Regions from separate parts of the Rattus norvegicus genome. Here region 2 is linked to region 1. A link is a contact called in public Hi-C data. All regions are on one chromosome and are shown on one strand. The core of a region is the stretch at or near the end of the contact, and the rest is flanking DNA. Distances in the headings are between cores, read along the strand shown.

The links. A called contact is a pair of places that touch in the nucleus more often than the background predicts.
Region 2: a contact with region 1 is called in a Hi-C map of frontal cortex, with 2.6 times the contacts expected there. The contact joins two enhancer-like sites. A contact is called at or near these places in 2 of 12 Hi-C or Micro-C datasets (frontal cortex and mammary epithelial cells).

Annotation. Positions count from the first base shown.
Region 1 is chr2:44,440,444-44,445,320 of GRCr8, forward strand. No RefSeq gene overlaps it. Among named protein-coding and RNA genes, the nearest start is that of Pgk1l1, 45 kb to the right of the region's middle. Within about 2 kb of position 2,253, at least 15 of the 93 cell types and tissues checked have an H3K27ac peak or open chromatin away from gene starts, as enhancers often do.
Region 2 is chr2:44,719,018-44,723,894 of GRCr8, forward strand. No RefSeq gene overlaps it. Among named protein-coding and RNA genes, the nearest start is that of Gpbp1, 100 kb to the right of the region's middle. Within about 2 kb of position 2,719, at least 19 of the 93 cell types and tissues checked have an H3K27ac peak or open chromatin away from gene starts, as enhancers often do.

The DNA.
Region 1 (4,877 bases), core at 1,003-3,502:
GTAAAAGCAAGATGAGAGAGAGATGCAAAATGTCGTCACTTGGACATGGATGGCTGTTGTACCCATGAACTCACTGCAGCTGTGATTGTCTGCCCAAGACCAGCACAAGACTGAGGCCCTGGACACTTCCTCCTCATGGACTGGAGAAGGGCCCACAGGGGACTATTGGCAATTAAAGATAGTTAGTAGAAGGGATGTCACTTTCTTCAGTGGTGTAGACACAGAAAAGTTGACCTTGCTAACCTAATAACACTAACTCTTGGGTAGGAAACTCTTCTTGAACTCAGAAAGCCACAGAGAAGATCAGGAAAATAAGCAAGGACTTGTTGAGAAGTAGGAGATGGAGGAGGATGGGAGATAAGGAGGGTGACATCATTAGAGTTCATTATAGACATGTATAAAACTGTCAAACAAAAATTCTGTTTTGAATTTGAATGAGTGTCCCAACATGTACTATGACAGTACCCAAACAGACAGGCCCAGTCTCCCTTGAAGACATAGACATTTCATTCCAAATTTATTTTTATATATGCCAATTCTTATTTCTTCTTCCCGTCACTCACATAGCACAGAAGCCTCGAGACAATAAATTATCAGTTTGCTTAATTATATGGTTAAAAGTAAAAACTGTTTTCAGTTCCCCTCAGGTGCAAAACTTACCTATCCCTTCATATATATTTAAAAATCTCTTATTCAAGCTAAATTTATATTGAAGGCTTGAAGTCCAAAGATACATTTCTAATTGTAACTGTGTTTTAATCCCTAGGGTCTCTTAGTAAAATGACAGAATACCTTAGACCTTGCATGCCTTTTGCTTTAGAATTCAATACTGACCTGAACAAAATCCCACTCATACATTCTGAAAGGAATCATTTGTTCCAATCCCTATGGCACAGTAAAGAACAATCAATGCAGACAATGCGGCTTGCCCACATGATGAGGCTGCCCCTAAAATAGGAATCCCAGAATATCTACTCCTGAGACTGACAGCCGGAAGCATGTCCGTCGCCAGAACTGTTAAAAATTTAGAAAATAAAATCTTTGCTTTCCTCCCCTCCCTAATTCTAAAAGTCTCAACAGCTATTCTGAGACATAATACTATTAGATCAAGTATACTTCGTATACTGACAAGCTTGTGGGACTGTCTTTACTACATTACTTGCCTAGGGTATAATTTTCAGAAGGAAGTTTAGGAGTTTGTGCTGCTCTTTCTGTGCTAGTCAATGCTGGTCCAAACCCCAACCTCTAATTCATAGGCTTCTATTGGCATGTAGAAAGCAGTGACTTGGAAAATCACTTGAACATCTAGGAGTCACAAAGGAGATTACCGTTTGCCACTTTCAGGTCACTGAGATACAACAGCTGCCATTGGCCACCTGAAACTATGGCTCAAGTCCACTTCTCCTGAGCACAGATTAGCTTTGGTTGTTTCCACAGTTTACCCAAAGGAGCTTCCAGTCCCAAGTTGCAGACGCTGAAAAGGAATAAATACAATCTGAACAGCTACAGTTCATTTTGTCCTCTGTTTCTACTCCTTGCCCATCAAAAGTTGCTGATGAGATTCCTAAACCTATCACTTGAGTCAGTTAGCATCCAGCTCAAATGGAAACACTGTGCCACGTTCCCATTGGACCCTTCCATAACTCCCACATAGCTATTTTACCAGATATATCTAATTCAAGGTCCCCCTCTGCATAGCATCAAACAGGTAGAACTGTTGCTACTACCTTATACCACTTACAGGACTCTAGCTTTGTGACTCCTGCTCAACCCTGAAAACCTCTACATCAAATCAGGTCACATCCGTACCTTCAGCATTCAATGTTACCTCCCAAACCCAAGGAAGTCAAGCAGATGCTTGGGATACACAAGATAAGGATTTGTACATCTTTAGCAATGGTTGTTTGTCCTTGGTTTTTTTTTTTAAAAGGAATGCTTTGTCAGATCACATGCCTGGCAAACTAAAGTACCACAAAGGAATGGAGGTAATACATTCTGGCCTTTAAAAGCTTAGGAAGACGTGCTTACAAGAAATCAGTCACAGGAAAACTCAGTCCTTGAAGATTTCTAAGTGGTATTGTTATTTCTAGCATCTAACAACATACATTAAAACCCTTCTGAAGCCCATTAAAAGAGGGTGGCAGGCTAGCCCCTCCCTACACCATCTCATTCCCTCTTCATGTAATTGCTCTGGTTGTTCACAGAGGCTGAGGGGGAGCAAGGTGATGATCTGTTGTGCGAGCAGCCCACCACCCTCTAGCACCAGGTGCTTAAAGTATGTAAGTCCTCACGTACTTCTCACAGGTAAGTATCTGCCCCCTCCGCCCCTGCACCACTCTTCCCACGAAACCAGGGGCAGAAGCCTGAGAAGGAAATAGGTATACTTCCTGAAACAGAGCAGGGCTTGATGTTTTGAGTTTCTGAAGAAGAAAAAAAAGAAGTCTTAAGAAGCTAGAAATCTGGGAGCTTCCTAAGAATTTGACACTTGATTTCTATACCGTATTTTGACTACTATTTTAAATAGAGGAGTAACTATCCAGGTAGGTTTTCATGGAATCCTGCAGCTAAAGAAGACAAAAGGTATCCAGTCATCTGTGATTAAAGGAGGGATCGGGCCTGAGTCTACTGCATCTTCTCTATTTACTGTTTATATAAGAAAGCATGCCCCTGTCTCACAGCTGAAGCCAGAAATAGCCTTTATATTACCACCTCTCCATGGTTACCAGGCTGCAGGGCAATCCACCCACTTGTGCGTCACACAGACTGCGGGTTCCACAACCAAGTCAGCGTCAGCATTTCGCTGGTACCCTAAGGAGCAGATCTGTGAAGAGAAAGGGGGAAGGGTACGGTCCTCCCACATCAGGCTAAGTCCCTTGCCAAGTCTCCAGCCTGCTCAATGCTTTCTTCCTACTTGTTGCCTACTTCGTCATCTCTGTTTTAAGCTCTGAAGCCCGTGAACCTGTCCATTGCCTTTCACAGCCAAAGCCTTCCAGAAGCACCTTTCAAAAAATAATAATAACTGTATCTCTCACAGTACATCAGAGCTGGGGAATTTCAATCTTGTCAGCTTTAACTGAAAAGTAGGAAGCAAAGCATGAAGGGGAGTCTCCCACGGCAAATACAGCAAAAGCAAGCGTTAGGTGTGATGAGGGGGTGCTCTGGAGTTGTGAAAATGGAATTTCATTGCTGAGATTATCTTGCAATAAGAGGAATTACCCATGCATTCATGACGCCATTACACAAATGCTCTGCTATGACAAAATATGCTCAAAGCCCCCATACTACCATGTGCACAAGGTATAAAATGCACTAGAAAACAGGACCACTGTGCTTACCAGACAATGGACTCCTGAAGCTGAGGAGATCATTCAGTGCATAAAAGAGAATTTGTTATGCAAATGCAAGGATCTGACTTTGAATCCCCAGCACCCACATAAAAAGGAACACCTACTTGCCCCAGTAAGACCAGCATTTGATGGTAGGGATAAGTGTGATGGTTTGAATAAAAATGACTTCCAAAGACTCATATAAACTGGAATGCTTGATCAATAGGGAGTGTCATTATTAGGAAGTATGACCTTGTTGGAGTGGGTGTGGCCTCGTTGGAGGAAGTAAGTCAATGGTGTTGGGCTTTGACTGAAAGTTCAGTTTCAAATGTTCAATCCAGGCCCAGGGACTCTGTCTTCCTCCTGCCTACAGATCCAGATGCTGCCTCACAGGTCATTCTCCAGAGCCGTGTCTGCCTACGTGATGCCACACACCCTGCCAGGACAATAATAGACTAAACCTACAAGCTATAAGCCAGCCTCATTTGAATTCTTTCTGTTATAAGAGTTGTAGTGGCCATAGTGTCTCTTTCCAGCATTGTTACTGACTAAGACAACGAGCGAGTTCTTAGAACTTTCTGGTCGCGAGTTCTTAGAACTTTCTGGTCAGTTAGCCTAGCTAAAGTGCAAGTTTTGAGTTCGTTGAGAGGTCCCATTCCAAAAGAATAAAATTTAGAGTGATAAATGAAGACACTGGACATCCTTGGGCTCCATGGATACATAAACATATGTACAAGTGTGTAAGCCCACACATAGATACATACTGGTATCATACACATACATAGGTAACACATAGATACCACATAGATACCACATAGATACCACAAAGACACACATGCACACAGAGACTCATTTTATTTTTTAAAAAAGTTTTTTCTATTTCAAACTTTCTGAAATTTTAGACTTATATGCTTGATTGTAATTTAAACTTTATTCTTTATGGTGAGCATTCCATAAGACCATTTGCACTTGAAAGATAACACTTGTCCACTTTTCTAAGTCACTTAAATTGATTCCTTAAATTTTCCCTTTTCTTTGTTTCAAGTCCTCTTTAAATTCCAATTCTATAAATTATAAGCAAGATTAATTGATCTCATAGACTTTTATTATTTCTCCATTTTTGTGCTATCTTCCAACACTGAATTGCCTGACTCACAATAATTTTTTAGTTAAAAGTGTTCTCTCCTATTACATATTACTTCTTATAATCTACTGTTCTGACTCCATAGATACAATATCTTATTTTATGGGTCTATAGGACAACAGTAATTGAAAATTAAGCATGTTTTCCTGTTTTCTTCCTACTTATATTCTGATACAGAGTCTCACAGCACAGCACAGGCTGCTCTTTATCTCACGGTCCTTCTGAATGCTGGGATTATATGTGAGGGCTATTGTTCCTTGTGGTTTATTTGCTTTGTACTTTGACAATTTCTCTTCTATTATTACTATCTTACTGTCCATATTTCAGCTCTGGTTATTCAAGAGCCAGACTCTGATTCCTCCTTTCAAAGCTTTCTTCTGGTATGTTTATGTTGACTTTATTCTTGG
Region 2 (4,877 bases), core at 1,469-3,968, 280 kb after region 1:
TATTCTAAATGTTGAGAAATCCAAGGTCAATGGGCTCCCCCTCTGGCGTGGCCCCTCCTACTGTGCCAGCCCACAGCAAAAGGCAAGAGAGCATGCAAGGGAAAGTGAGAGTAAAAATCTGAACTCTCTTCCTCCAACCCTTCTAAAATCCACACCAGTCCATTCCTAAAGACCGAGCCCTTGAGGCCTAAGCACTTCACAGAAGTCACCCTTAGTGCTGCTGCTCTGGAGGGGGCATTTCCAATGCACAATTTTGGGGGAAGCTCATTCTAAAATGAGCATTAGGATTTATGACTATTATTTTTATGTTCTAAATCTTGCTACAAAGTAGCAATTATAAAGAGAGTGTCAAAAGATGTATCCAAAAGTTGCCATCCTTGGAAGCACAAGACCATTTTTATACAAGGATGCATACATCCTTGGGCACAGTTATCACTGTGGTGACTGTCTGCAGTTACATATGAACATGAGAATTCCTCTTCCAAAGCTGCTGCAGGAAACCAGTTCAGCTCATACTTGCATATGCATAATGACAGGCATAGAACTCACAGTGGCTGTGATACAGATCAGATTAGGTGTCATCATCAACAGATGGATGGATAAAGAAAACTCGATACAGACACACACCGGTGACAAAAAATGAAAGCATGATGTTTTCAGGAAAATAGATGCAACTGATAATCTTTATGTCAAGAGAAAAGACCCAGGCTCAGAAAGGCAAACCCCATGTGTTTGCTTACATGAAGAACCCGTGCATGCGTGTGTATGTGTGCGTGCGTGCATGCGCACGTGCGTCATGAAAGGGAAAGGTGATGGTAAAAAGGAGAGGAAGAGATCTTTAGGGAGGTAGGGAGATAGGATAACGGAACACATTCAAAGAAGACAACATAGTCTGACTGTGGAAAGAAAAGGAATGAGCTAGAGAGGCAGGGGTGGTGTGGACCCAGGAAATGGGAGGGAGTACGGGAGAGGAACAAAGAGGAAAAGTGTAGCACATATACAAAAATACCATAAAGATGGGCTGACCAGCTCAGCTGCCTCCCAGGCCCCGCTCCTGGGCGCCAAGATGGCCCACCCCAACATCTACCAATGAATTGCAGGAATGCGTGAAGAGGCCAGTCATACAGATCCAAACCTACAGGATCTCCATGACACAGGGCAACAACAGAATGCCTAAGAGGAGTCTCAGTAAGAATTGATTGAGTAGCAGAAGTCAGAGGCCTTGGACCAGACCAATGAGTCACTGCAATGAACATTTGTAAGCAAAGAAGTGGACTAAAGGCTATACCATGGGACACAGTGTGACACAATACAGCTTCCACAATGAGTTTTTTTTCCTCTGTTGGAGGAAGGTTGCAAGGGTGGAAGGTAGGTACAGGGGAGGGGGAGATGAATGGGAGTGGGCTGCATGATATGAAATTTACAAAGAACCAATAAAAGGATAAAATTGGAAGAATTGTCCTGTGGAAGAGTTAGGGCGAGGATTGAAGGATCTGAAAGGGAGGGCAACCCCACAGGAAGACCAACAGCATCAACTAACCCGGACCCCTGGGAGCGCGCAGAGACTGAGCCACCAACCGAAGAGCGTACACGAAAAGGAAAGAAAAGAGAAGAAAAGAATGTGATAATGAAACCATTACTTTGTATGCTAACCTGAAAAGGCTAGTTTTAAAAATTCTCTTTAACTAAGACCTACCATGAAGCCATAAATTTCTATGCCAGAAGCAACTGGAAGACTGGCGCTTTCCCAGGCTGTGGCTTGGGTGACAAGGGAAAAGTCTGTGGGACACCCCGTAAATGGAGTGTGAAACTAGTATACCAACTACCCAGCAGTCACCTCCTTCCCACACACAAGCAAGTGCAGCTGCCTCCTCACTGGCTCCTTCACTGCCTCCTCGACACTTCCCTGGCAGCCAGTGGAATGTTTTCATTCCAAAGGCTTCTCCAGAGCTCTGAAGCTGTAGTGCATCGGCGGGAGCTGGGCAGCCCGGACACCCAGAATTCAGGGAACCTGAACTGGAAATCACCCCTGCGAGCTATCCCCACCTTATCCTTGGAGCAAGCTGGCCTGGAGTGGACCTTGAACTTGCCTCAGTTTGCTTCAGAGATTGGGTGCGAGCATACGGACCACTAACAGTCTAGCAATCTGCATCAAAAGCTTGCAGGTGGAATTTCATGCCTAAATTTCCTAAGAGGAAACAACCGAGGTTATTCTCTTAAAGGCTAGCCTTTGCTGTACAGCTCTTATGCACTTAAAAGCATGTCCACCAGCAAACAAACAAGAAAGGGATGTCGTATCCACTGCTTTTTTTATAATTCTGATGTTATAAACAGGGTTGGTTTGGGGATTTGTTTGTTTGTTTTTTCATTTATCTGGTGTACTATTTTTTTAACCCACTTTTCCTAACATCCTGTTGGGCCTACGCTGCTAAGAAAGCCTCTTATATACTTGGGGTTGGGAAAGGGGAGCCGGAAGGGAGGCTGCAGGGAAGATTGTGATGAATTTGAGCAGAAAATGTCTTTGACAAATGAAGCCTCTCTTCCCTTGCCTAATTCTGAAATGCCTCTAGCTTGAAAGTTCTCCATATGCTCATAGCTGTTATTTAGGTACACCACGCAATTTCTAAACAAAGAGCTTCATTCTTGGCCTCCACATACACAGCCTGCAACAGCAAGGCAATGTTCCACTGGATAAATATAGGAGAATCTGGAGCTGAATGAGACCACAGGCCTCTGTATAAAATGCAATTGGCAGTAACAATAGGACAGTATGGATAGTCAGGGCCGATCAGTCAGCCTGGGAGGAAACTTCTGCTCGTTTTCAGAGAGCTCCAACATTCCCATCAGTATTGCTCAGCTAGGGTTGATATAACAACACCTTACACTGAATGGCTTAAATTGCGGAAAGGTAGCCCCACAGTTTTGAGACTAAAGGTCTAAGACCGAGATCTTAGCAAGGGAGATTCCTTCTGAGGCTTTCAGAATCTGTTCTAGTTCTCTTCTGGATTCTGGTGGTTTTCTGACCATTGTTATTGCCTCTGGGCTTCCACCTTGAAATCCACATTTGTGTTCATATACTGCCCTTCTCATGGTGGGTGCTCATATACTGTCCTCCCCATGGGTGGGTATGTGCCTATGTGCACAGTTCCTCTTTCCATCAGCACTAAAACTAAGAGTCTAGGCATAACATGTGGTATCTGCAGAGCCCTTTTTCCAAACAAGCTCATACTCCTCAATACTGGAGATTAGGACTTGAACTTGTGAGGTAGCAGAGAGAGAAAGAGGAGACCCCTAACACTGCCTGCTATAAAACTTTCTAAAAGGGACCGATGATGTGCCTGGTGGGCAAGCATGCTTGCAACCAAGCCTGATAACATTAGTTTGATCCCCAAGATCGTCAGGTGAGAGAGGAAACCCAATCACAGGCTGTCCTCTGTACATGCGTGGGATTAATTAATTAATTAATTAATTAATTAAGCTTTGGCCATCCTGGTAAGTTTTCTGAACCATCATTGATGCCTCCAGAGAAGACCTGAGTCTGGAGTTCTCTGTTAAAATGAGAAAGGAGGGGCTGGGGATTTAGCTCAGTGGTAGAGCGCTTACCTAGGAAGCGCAAGGCCCTGGGTTCGGTCCCCAGCTCCGAAAAAAAAAAAAGAACCAAAAAAAAAAAAAAAAATGAAAAAAAGAGAAAGGAGACCACTCATCATCTCTCCAGTTCTGACCTTTCTGGCCTCTTCTCTCAGAAATTCAATGGCAAAAACCTCACTTCACTGAGAGGCACGCAGTCAGTATTCGTAAATCTCTTCAGCCAGGTTCCTCTACCTGAGCCTCTGAAGGAGGATTCCACAAGCCGAAATGGGGGAAGCAAGAGAGGGCTTTACCAACTAACTCCTTCCGGCTCCTGATCCCCCGCCCCACCCCCGCCCTAACTTCCGTTCCAGACTAACCCAGGATGACCCAGGCTCCTTCCAGCTCTCACCACGATTCCTTCGACTCACTCTCATATCAGAGAAACCACACCACAGATTTTCAACCTGTGGGTCATGACTTCTGGTGGGTTGGCAGACCCTTTCCCAGGAGTCACCTAAGACCCTCGGAAAACGTCTCATAACGTAGCAAAATTAGTTATGAAGTAGCATGGGAAATAATGTTGTGGTTACGAAGTCTCCACCACAGGAGGACTATAACAAAGGTTGACAATCACTGAACCACAGGGTTGTCTTCAGACATGCCAGCTCCCTGATCCAGAAAAGTTCGATTTTACCCAATTTGGATTAGCTATCCCAAGATCGTACTTACTCCAATAGAAGAAAAAGCTTGTGGTCAGTTCAGGGGTACCCTAATGAAAGCCAGTGGACACTTTCCAGGACACATGGGGGTCCTCAAAAAGTTCAGATTTTAAAAGGACAGAATCCTTCATAACTGAGGATGAAAATCAGCTCTGGAACACTGGGGCTTTGACACATGCACAATAGCTTTCGGGGACCTGCTCCCTGCAGCAGAAGCTGCTACACTTACAACCCACTTCATGAATTTTAAGCTTCCCACGGAAGGAGTAGGTGTTTATTGGCAAATAAAATATCCACCATCCACCCGAAACTGTCCTATATATTCTTTGCAAATATTAACCCGTTAAAATCCACACAGCCACTTGAAGCAAGTGCAAGTTGTCCCTCATTTTACCAACGAACACGGTGCACAAAATGTCAAGCAACTTGCCTGAGCACACCCAACCTTTGAGTGCTGGAGCCTAGATCTGAACTTTTGGTGTTAGTAGTCTGGGTGCCGAACTGCTGCAATGGAGGACTAACCACTAACTATAACTTTTAAGGAGTTGATAGAGCAAAACGGAAAAGGAAGTAACCGGAAGCTGCAGC